Regions from separate parts of the Mus musculus genome. Here region 2 is linked to region 1. The links are chromatin contacts, called in public promoter capture Hi-C maps. All regions are on one chromosome and are shown on one strand. The core of a region is the stretch at or near the end of the contact, and the rest is flanking DNA. Distances in the headings are between cores, read along the strand shown. Region 1 overlaps Camk2g (calcium/calmodulin-dependent protein kinase II gamma). Region 2 overlaps Dupd1 (dual specificity phosphatase and pro isomerase domain containing 1).

Region 1 (5,299 bases), core at 1,956-4,455:
TCCGTTGACTGAAATTGATACTGGAGTAATGCCCTTGGCCTTAGGAGGGATGCTACCAGAAACAGTGTTATGAAATCTAGTCCAGCAGTTGCTATATTATTTATTCGTTTGTCTGTATACTTCATGTCAAGAAGTTTTTGCTGAAACTAGGTATAAGAAAAGTCATCCTCTCAAGGAGGACTTGAGAGGTGAGGGGAAAGACCTTATTTTTTCCTTTGCTTCTGTGTAGGCAGGCCCTAGCAAAGCACCTGAGACACAGCAAGTATGTCTGTATAAAACGGATGGATTAAGAAGGCTAGATAACCGGTTGTGGTTGCCTTTGGGGTTTGGCTCCCGGGGAACTGAAAGTCAAGTTTCTAGAGACCCTGGACCTTGGCTGACATGGGTTCCCCCATTTTGATTCAGTGGCCAGACTGCTTTGGAGAGAACAGATGAGGATAAAGACTGTGCTTGGGGCATAAAGCAGTTTATTTTATGATTCTTCTTGTCATTGATGGCCTTATAGGACCCCTCTTTCAATGTCAGTGAAGCTCACTTTTGAGTACTGGTTACAATAGCGCTCCCTGGTTTCTATCCACAGAAGTTCTGCTCTGAGAGGCCTGGGGTCCCCCAGCATCTGCATTTTAACACATGCTTCAGTTAACCTATGAGCCACTTTTTAAGGAATCAGTAGATGATGACACAGGCTATTATTCTCAGTATTCTAGAGACTGAAACAGGATGATTGCCACAAGTTCAAGGCCAGCCTAGGATATATATTAAAACCCTGCCTCAAAACAAACCAAACAGATGAAGTCACAAAGCATCACCGCTGTCACTACCGGTCACTCTAGGTGTCTCCTGGGATTTACCACGAACACCTTTGCCCAACTTTCACGTGGCATCTCAGGTGGTCTCCGCTGTCATATGGCCGTCTGTGCACATGAGCTGATCTGTGATTAGGGGCCTTACTCTCTATCCCCGTTTGGGGTGTCACTTTGTGTCTGAGGCCATGGCAGGCTGAGTATCTGATGTTGTGTGGTATGTTGGCTACCAGAAGGGTAAAGGCTGTCCCTTTCTGGGTCCAGCTGGCCCTGGGGACTGAAATGGGATCCCCCTGAATGGTGCCAGCTGAAAGTCCCCACCCCCTTGGTGTTGGCCTGAGTAGCCCCCATGACATTTGTGTCCCCTGTGGTATCTCCAAGTAAGATTTTCCTGTTAAAGGATCTGGGGGAGGGGAGGGGAGGAGAAGATCAGGATGGTGTAGGAATGGAAAGAGAACAGTTAGAAGGTGCCCTGCACCTCTGGGACTCCAGGGGAGATTTCGGAGGTTCTGTGTAAAAACAAACTTTTCAGTTGAGGATAAAATAGGCTGATTTTTAGACACAAAGCAATGGTTTCCTGGATATAAGTGATTGAGCACCTCTGAATGCTTCCCTGCCATGCATGGGGGAGTAGGGTGGAGGTCCTGTCCTTCTCTGTGCCAAGGCTTCAGACAGTCAGGATGAGAGGCGCGGAACTTAGTTGTAGAGCACTGACCTGTCACCTTGTCCTCCTAACCACCTTCCCAGAAGGATCGGGGGTGCTGTTAGGTGGGGATACAGGTTAAAATGTGTCCCATTCTGTAAAAGAGAACCCTGATTTTTTTTTCCCATTGCTTGTCAATCATGTCTTGTCAGAAGCTGTGCTGAAACCCTAGAGGGGAGGACCAGCCCCATTCTTTGCTGAGGCTGGAGCGGGGTGGCTGGGGGTGGGGAGGTGGGGGGTTTGTGTGGTCACCTCCCATTCCCCTGCCTGTGCTTGTTGCTGCTTTCTGAACAGCTTTGGCAATGGACAGGGGCTGATCCCATGGGTGCCACAGAGTGCTGACAGAAAGAGATGGGGACTTTGCACTTCTTGAGGGCCTCTGTAGAGAGAGGCCCTTTGTCACCTGCACATAACTAGACAAATGTTGCTTTATGGAAGATGTTGCCTTGTGGAAACCGAGGCATAAAAGATTTGTTGTGGGTTTGTTTTGAGCTTTAGATACTTACAGTTTTGTTGATGCTCAGATCTATGACTCTTTAGACTGTATGGTCTTTGGATCCCCTCGAGGGGCATTTCAACCCTTCCTGCTTGCCTTACCCCCCCTCCCCAATCTCATTGAGCCCAGGCTGGTTTCAAACTCTTGTAGTTAAGGATGACCTTGAACTCCTGATCTTCCTGCCTCCACCTCCCAAGTGCTAGGATTTTATCTTTTAAACCCAGGTTCTAGTCCTTTGTTCTGGGATGAATCTTGGTGTCATCCCATAGCTTTCCGTCCAGCACCACAGATAACTCTAAGCCCAGCAGAATAAACCTCTCTTTATTGCCGCAGTCTTCTGTACCCCATTTTTTTCTTAGACTCTGGTGGGGGCATTTCTAGCCACCCCCCCCACACACACACACACATACACCATTTCTACTTCCTGGGCCCTATCACCATCAGCAACAGCAGGTTCCCATCTGCTCCCTCTTTTCTCCTCCCTCTCTTTCCCCTCCCCCTCCCTTGCTGCTGCCCTGGGAGGAGCTATTTTTAGGGGCTGCTTCCTGGGATGTTTTACTTGGGGCTGGTTACCATGAAGGAAATGTCACCAAAACAGTGGGCAAAGGCTAGGGGCACCCACTAGGGGCATGGAGCTGACCCTGTAAAGTGGCCAGGGTGCCCAAAGGCAGAGCCTTGCCTTCTTGGGGCTTGCTAGTGTGCCCATGGGGATTCTGTCCGTCCAAGCTTGGAGCTTGAACCTTAGGGTGTGTCTTGGCGCCTTTGCCTTTCCCTCCTCGATCTGCCTTTCCTTGTCTTGAGAGCCAGAGGCCACGGTGAGGCTCAGGACTTCTGTGGTCTGATTGGAACTGTTTGGGTTCAAGCTGGAGACAGGGTATTTGTATGTGTGCTGTGTAAGGGACAGAGGCAGAGGGGTGCCGTGGGTGTGTTTCAGGTCCTGTCCTCTGCATTCATAACCATTAGCTGGCCCCGCTTATATGCTGATTGAAGGCATTACAAGACTCTGCATCCTGGCTTGACCGACTTTGCCTTTAATCGGAGATTCTTTGCACCTTCAAAGAGGAAGGGATATAGCATCATGGTGTCGGGGGAGGTCAGTGGGATTGTGGCTGGAGATCCTCACTCATTGGTGCCCAAGGGGTGATGCTGTGTAGAAGCAGCAGAGGAAGGTGGACTATGACACGACAGCCCTGTGCTGCCCTTGTTCCTGTTCCTCAGAGTGAGGCCCAAGGAGCAGGGTTTCAGCTGTGTGTGAGGGAAGGTGGGGCACTCAGGAGGGGAGTAAGAGAAGACTGCCTCCACCTGGGGCTGCCGGGGGCTTCTCACAGCTGATGTTGAGGCCACAGGCAGAGATTTCAGAGGGAAAGATGTCATTGAGATTGGAATTCAAGAAGAGTCCTTGTAGCCATAATATGACCATGTGTCCTTTCCTACCTGCAGAAGGTTGTATGTCTGTGTGATATCAGACCTCTTATCTGAACCTAGTGCTGGCTTCTGTGGTTTTAGAGAAATGTTGCTAAATCAGTGTGTAGGTCCTTGGGAGAGCCATGGAGAATCAGTGGCCAGCACTCTTGAAACGAAGGCAAATATATTTGGAGTAGGCTTCTTTTGGGCAGGAGAGAAGAGGCAGTTGTGGGGTTCTGTGTGCCACTAGCTGTACGAGTTGCAGTTGCCTTACCACCTGATAACCATCTCTGCTCCCCTTGCTATATCCGGTCACTCCTTGCTGCCCTGCCTGTGAAACTGTGGTGTCCTAGACCAAGTCCTGAAGCACCTGAGCAGAAGGCTGAAGAGGCAGTGTTTCCAGTTATCCCTGTTTCCTAGGGGGCCTGGCTCTGCCCTAGGTTGACAGCTGGGGAAAAGCCCGAGCAAGGCCAAGAAAGTGGGGACAGGCTCCTAAAAAGGCTGCTTCTCCTTTCTGATCCTGATGTCACCTCTGCAGTTAAGGGGGAAACCTTGCAAGAGGGCTGTCTGTGGTTGGAGCTAGGCTGGAGGCCTGCAGGGTAGGTCTCCATGGCAATAGCACACAGGCAGGCAGGAAGTGGCTGTTGTCAAACAGGAAGGGGGGGCTGGGCTGTGGGGTGGGAGGAGCCTTACAGAAAGGTGGGTGAGAGGTGGGTCAGCTAGGGAAGGTCCAAGTTACCCTGAAGTAGTCATTGAGGAAAGGAAGGAAGCTGGCTTTGTGGCAAGAGTACCTGCTGGTTTGTCCGTACCTTCATATGCCAAGCCTAGGCCTGGTCCCACCACCATAAACCAAGAAAATTCAATAGCTTTACTCCTTTTAATGTTGAGATTGCTGTGTTCAAGAAAGGTACTCTACAAATAATTTTCTGTTCCTACTAGTGTAGAACACTTTGTCTTCTGAGGAGACTATAGAACAGGAGATATGGGGAGAAAGAGATGAGCCGTGACCACTAGAGAGGTCAGGCTGTCATGGTGTAAGAGACTGTGGGAGGCAGAAACCACATGGCTCACTGAACTGAACTTGGGGATGGCAGGACGCCATAGCCAGCAAGACTGAGGAAGAGGAGGCATCTGTGGTCAGGCTCTCCTGGGCCTCTCTGAGTGCCCCCCTCTTGCTTGCCTTCGTCTGCAGACGGTGGACATGCACAGGCTTCACCTCTGGATGGCAGTGGAGGAACTCACGGGACTCCTGAGAAGTCGGAGGGAGGGTTCAGTTGGTGCATTCAGATTCCGTGTCTGCCAGGTGGAGGGGAGAGTGGGTCTGACTGTTTGTTTTGTGATCACTGGCAATGTGGATGAGCACGGGAGCTGGGGTAGAAAATGACTCCAGAGTTAGGTGTTTGCCATGTAAGCATGGGTGAGGACGAGAGTTCGGATTTTACGTAAATTTACGTAAACACTGAGCTGGCATGGTGGCCCACCTGTAATTCCAGCCTGGGAAGACAGAGATAAGGAATCCCCAGAGCAAGCTGGCAAAACTAGCCACACCTATGAGCTTTGGAAGGGGTTGATCCAGAGACCTTACCTTAGTGTAAATAAAAAGAAAGAGTAACCTGGGGCGGGGGCATGCCTTTAATCCCAGAATTCTGAGTTCAAGGCCAACCTGGTCTACAGAGTGAGTTCCATTACAGCCAGGGCTACACAGAGAAGCGTATGTGCGTGTGTGTGTGTGTGCGTGTGTGTGGTGACTTAACCTAAGGCCTTCATTATAGGTGTTACATATTCAAAAATGTATGCATATGCCCATGTATATGCATATACCACTAGGGTACACACACACGAAAAATGGACAAAGGGAAAAGAAAACTGTGCACATACCAGTTAAAGAGACCT
Region 2 (4,804 bases), core at 2,281-4,780, 920 kb before region 1:
AACAACAACAATTCCTGGGTTGTCTTGTCCAAGTTTTAATTTAAAAAAAAAAAAAACCCACAGATTTTATGTTGTGGTTGGGCTCATTTTGGTAGATTTAACATGCATAAAGACAAGCAATGACTTGAGGCAAATTGAAAATATGTATATACTTATGTATGGACACTCGTGCCAAGTCCCAAATCCAGCAGTAGGCATTGTTCAGCTAACAGAGTCATTATGTGACAGTGTTCCCACTCCCTCCACTCAGAGAACATTCTAGACCCAACTTGGATAGGGCTGAGGAAGAACTGTGCTGTACATTGCATTTAACTTTCCCCCTGAACACAAATATCCGCAGGTTTCTCTGAAAAGAGGGCAGAAGGTTTTCAAAAAAGTGTGTGCATATATATGTGTGTGTGTGTGTGTGTGTGTGTGTGTGTGTGCATGAGCACACATGCGTGCATGCTGGCTCTCCTGCGCTATCACTCTTCCCCTCGGTCCTCTGAGACATGGTCTCTTATTGACCTGGAGCTGGGCCTGTAGCCAGCCAGCTCCAGCAATCCTCCTGTCTCTGCCCTCCCACAGCGCTGGGGTGACAAGCTCACCCATACAGTCATACGGTCATACTCAGCTTTGTACATGGGGCCTGAAAAAACTCACGGTTTTTTCAGCAGAACTAATTTTCTCCCATCCCAAGAGCAGGTTAAAAAAAAAATCATAAGCCAAATTAGGTCAAAGATTTCTAAGATGCCAGAGATGTTTGTGTCCTGGCCTGTCCAGCCCATGCCCAGTCCTCTCTCACGCTGGCCTGGCAGGCCTTGCCCTGTCTTTGATATATGACACATATGTAACTTGAAAGGTTAAGTCACAGAGAAAATGGTGCTGCTTTCCCTCACTGATGACCCCAGAGTGTCCTTGAGGTCACTGGCTCAGCCTGAGCCAAGTCCAGGTTGAAGGGAAGTGCAGGGCCCTTGCTCTGCCACTAGGGGTGGGTGTGGGAGGGGGCTGCCCTCTGCCCCTGCAGACAGAGGAGGAAGGAAATTCCCTCAGGATGCTTTTACCCTAAGCATCAGAGCTACACCCCTGCACAGCCTCTTACAAGGTCTTGTGCTTGCTCACCGGACTTCCTTTGTCCTAAAGACACTATGCCAGCTTTGGGGCTCCTACAGACCGGAACCCCATGGCTTCCCAGCAAGCACAGGGATTAGAATGATTCCACAGAAGCTAGGCCTGACTGCTGCCCTGGAGGCCTGTAGGGTAGATAACACACAGCTGCTCCAGGGCCCCCAGGAAGGCAGTCCTCGGTTTCGGGGTGAGCAGCTTCTACATACATGATGGCCCTAAAGCAGACTTGGGGGGATGTCCCCCTCTGTGTGCTGATGTCACGCACACATATCAGAGACACCGAGAAGATGGTTGTTTACAAAGAAAACAGAACCAGACATAATTTCATTGTGCTACAACAAGCACACAGCCAGTGTCAATCATATATCTTTCTAGAAACACAGAATCACCATGTACATATTGCTTTATAACCTTCTGCTCTCTTCTCTTCAACGACCTCCCCCATGCCCACCACCATCACCTCCTCCTCCTCCTCCCTCCTGAGGTGGGGTCCCACCCTAGACACCGAGGTAGCCTGAAGCTTGCTATGTAGACCAGGCTGGTCTCAAACTCTCAGAGATCCTCCTGCTTCTGCCTCCCATGTGCTGGGATTAAGTGAACCATGATGTGTTCTTTTCTCTTTAATTTCCTCAAGCCAGCACAAACATGTCTGTAAGGCTGGGTCATGAAAGAGCTAACATAACTAGCTACAGGGTTCTCCAAGGTGACATCGGGAACCCTCGATCTCAGTGGTACATGGATGTCTCTAGCTTGGAAAATCTTTACATGTTAGCTTGAGGCCCCAGGCCTTTCCCTACCTATCCACCAGTGGGCCACAACTCTGCTTAAGAGCACATTGGCTCTTGTTGCTCCGCACCGCCATTTTCAGGGTGGGGTACCTGCATTTGGTTTCTTGTGCTGCAGGAGAAAACTGCAGCAAAAGAACTTCAGGTTTTGATCTGATTTCAAAACTGTAACTTTAACCCTGTCATAGCGTCTTATACCGGCAATCCCAGCACTTGGGAGGCTGAGGCAGGGGGACTGCTCAAAGTTTAAAGCTTGTCTAGTCTATATAGTGACTTCTAGGCCAATCAGGTCTATATATTGATGTCCTGTCTCAAAAACAAAACAAAGCCAATAGTTTCCAAGCATGTGCTGGCTCTCTGGCTAGATGACCTAGCAGGTAAAAGCACTCGCTGGCAAACCCAGGGACCTGAACCTCATCCCCCAGGACCCACATGCTGTCCTCTGACAACACAAGCACACATCCATGCAATCTTGCACGTACACATATGCACACACACACATGTACACATACACACACATATCCATGCAGGTGTGTGCATGCAGGATGCAGGTGTGCTCATACACATGCACACACATACACACTCAAGTGCACACATGTACATATCCATGCAGATATACACATACATACACCAGTACATGCACTCATGCATGTAATAAAAACATTTTCTGATATATTAAGAAACAGCAAGATGGCTCAGTAGGCAAAAATACTTGCTGCCAAGTTCGAGTTCAGTCACCAGAACCCAAATGGTGCAAGGGAACCAACTTCTACTATTTGTCCTCTGACCTTTACACGTGTGCTGTGCGTACTAAGGACACATGTACTATGAAATGCACCCCCCAAAGTAAATAAAATTTGAAAACATATATATCTCTAAACAATATTTTAAAAATCTGGATTGCATTTGCACACGGAATGACAGTTTGCTGCCCAAATCAGAGGGGGCACTGGCTCTATTTAATGTGCCACAGTCCCCACTACTCCCTAATGTTTCTTCCTTACCACTAGTAGTCAAGCTATTGTTTGTTCTTTAGTATCCAACTACTTCCTTCCACTATGCTAGTTATGTCATCAGCCTGTCCCCTTTGTGAAGGAGCCGGAGTTGGCTTCTGTTTCTCTGAGAAGGATGCTCTCCCAGGCCAAGAGCCTTCAGAGCTGGTGTTTGATTCCTCGGGTCCAAATCTTTAAGGATGAAGCTGTAACAGGATTCTGGAAGCCTGTCTTGACAGCCTGCCCAGATCTCATTATGACATTTAGCCTGTGATTGATATGGTGTGTCATGGAGACCTTGGCAGTTAATCTCTGGGTTGAATCTATGGAAACCAAACAGAGCAGATCTGTCTTCCCCTTTTGGCTGTGATCTGGGACACAGATTCTCCCTGCCTCTGGGAGAACAAGAGATTTGGGAGCTGTGTGGGTGGGGTTTGGGGGTGCACAGGCCGTCTTCAGCATTTGGAAAGATTACAGGCCTGTGGTTTCTGGACAGCCCTGTGCTTTGTTCTCTTTCCTGCATCGCGCTGGAAGATAATAGATCCCAGAGCCCCTTCTAAATGCCAAGTCGCTCTGGGTACACAACACCACTTCCTCTTCTGTCTGGAAACTCAGCCAAAGCTATAATGCAGGGCCAGGCCAGGGTTGGTTCCCTCCACAGCTTAACGAGGGGAAAGAGGCCCCACCAAGGGCGCAGTCAGCTTCAGTGGTCAGAGAAGGCAGACTGGAGGATCCACAGCGGAACAGACTCCAGCATCTCCCTAAAATCGCATCTCTCCAAGTCCCCTTAGCAACAAGCAGGACTCAAAGGGATTTAAGCCATAGTATTTAGGAATATGATGCCAGACTTAGAAATAAGATGAGTGGGTGCCATGGGGGTGCACTGAACAGCACGTCTTTGTAATTGAGGCTGCTGTGGTCCTAAAGGGAAGTTGTAACTACGGTCTTAGGAGACGGAGGAGTCGGGGCTGGTTCCTACAAGGGAAGCTCCAGCCAAGCCTTGCAATATGGCTACCCCGCCTCCCCGAAACCCCAGCAGGCAGGCCCTGGAGTCAAGTGCAGGTCTCACCAACCACCCTAGGGAGGAGACAGCGTCCACCCTGAGTCCCCTCTGCACTTTCTTCCCCTGTTCCGAGTCAGGTCAGCAGAGCCTCAACCCTGCTTCCAAAGCCCTAGTTGAGTTCCCAGCCAGGCCGCACAGGCCTTTGCCATTCATTTCTCTCATTCATCCGTTCATCCATTCACCCCTCAATCCATCCATTTACTTTAGAGATCAAGGAGACCTAGGAAGCCTGCATCCAAGTGGTCCAAGCCCTTCCTCTCCCAGGCCTGGATCTGCATCAGGAACCAATACCCTGTTCCTATATCAGCGAGAAGACAGAAGGTGTTTGTGGTATCCTTACAACCCTTCTCTTGACTCTTCAGTCACATGGCAGTCAATCATGATTATCAGCAAGCATAGACTCTCCTGGGATCTTGTTAAAATGTTGGCTTTCAGGCCCTGCCTTGGCCCAGTGTATAATCCCAGAATCTGTATTTTCAGCTGCTACTCTAGGAGAGCTGGCCTTTACAAACAGACTGGCAGGTTCCAAAGCAGGGTCCCTCTGCCTGACGAGGTTCTCACTCCAGGAATCAGTCTATCACAAGGAAGAAATCCCAGAGCCTGGCCTCCCCCATCCCCATGGCAGACACTGTTAGCTACTGATCTTTTCATGCACCTCTTGTGAACTTGGGAGAACTGAATCCCTGACACCATGGGTTTGGTCTTTTCATTGCCCTTAAAATTTATTAAATTTTTCTTAAGAGATTGGGGTCTCATTCTGAACTCCTAGATTCCTGGTCTGAAACATCCTCCCAGAATATATTGGACCATAGGCATGTACCCGTGAGCCCAGAACTTTTGGAAACTGAATCACAGTT

Evidence for each region. Promoter capture Hi-C pulls out the DNA fragments that hold promoters and counts their contacts.
Region 2: a contact with region 1 is called in a promoter capture Hi-C map of hippocampal neurons, with 6 times the contacts expected there. The contact joins two enhancer-like sites. A contact is called at or near these places in 5 of 39 promoter capture datasets (HPC-7-derived erythroid cells, hematopoietic stem and progenitor cells, hippocampal neurons and 2 more).

Annotation. Positions count from the first base shown.
Region 1 is chr14:20,784,142-20,789,440 of GRCm38.p6, reverse strand. All of the region lies in intron 2 of Camk2g (calcium/calmodulin-dependent protein kinase II gamma), which reads left to right. Among named protein-coding and RNA genes, the nearest start is that of Camk2g, 7.3 kb to the left of the region's middle. Within about 2 kb of position 3,205, at least 176 of the 459 cell types and tissues checked have an H3K27ac peak or open chromatin away from gene starts, as enhancers often do. A contact at or near this core is called in hematopoietic stem and progenitor cells and hippocampal neurons, where this site is marked.
Region 2 is chr14:21,705,852-21,710,655 of GRCm38.p6, reverse strand. The region is part of intron 1 of Dupd1 (dual specificity phosphatase and pro isomerase domain containing 1); the gene reads left to right. Among named protein-coding and RNA genes, the nearest start is that of Dupd1, 6.3 kb to the left of the region's middle. Within about 2 kb of position 3,530, at least 142 of the 459 cell types and tissues checked have an H3K27ac peak or open chromatin away from gene starts, as enhancers often do. A contact at or near this core is called in hematopoietic stem and progenitor cells and hippocampal neurons, where this site is marked.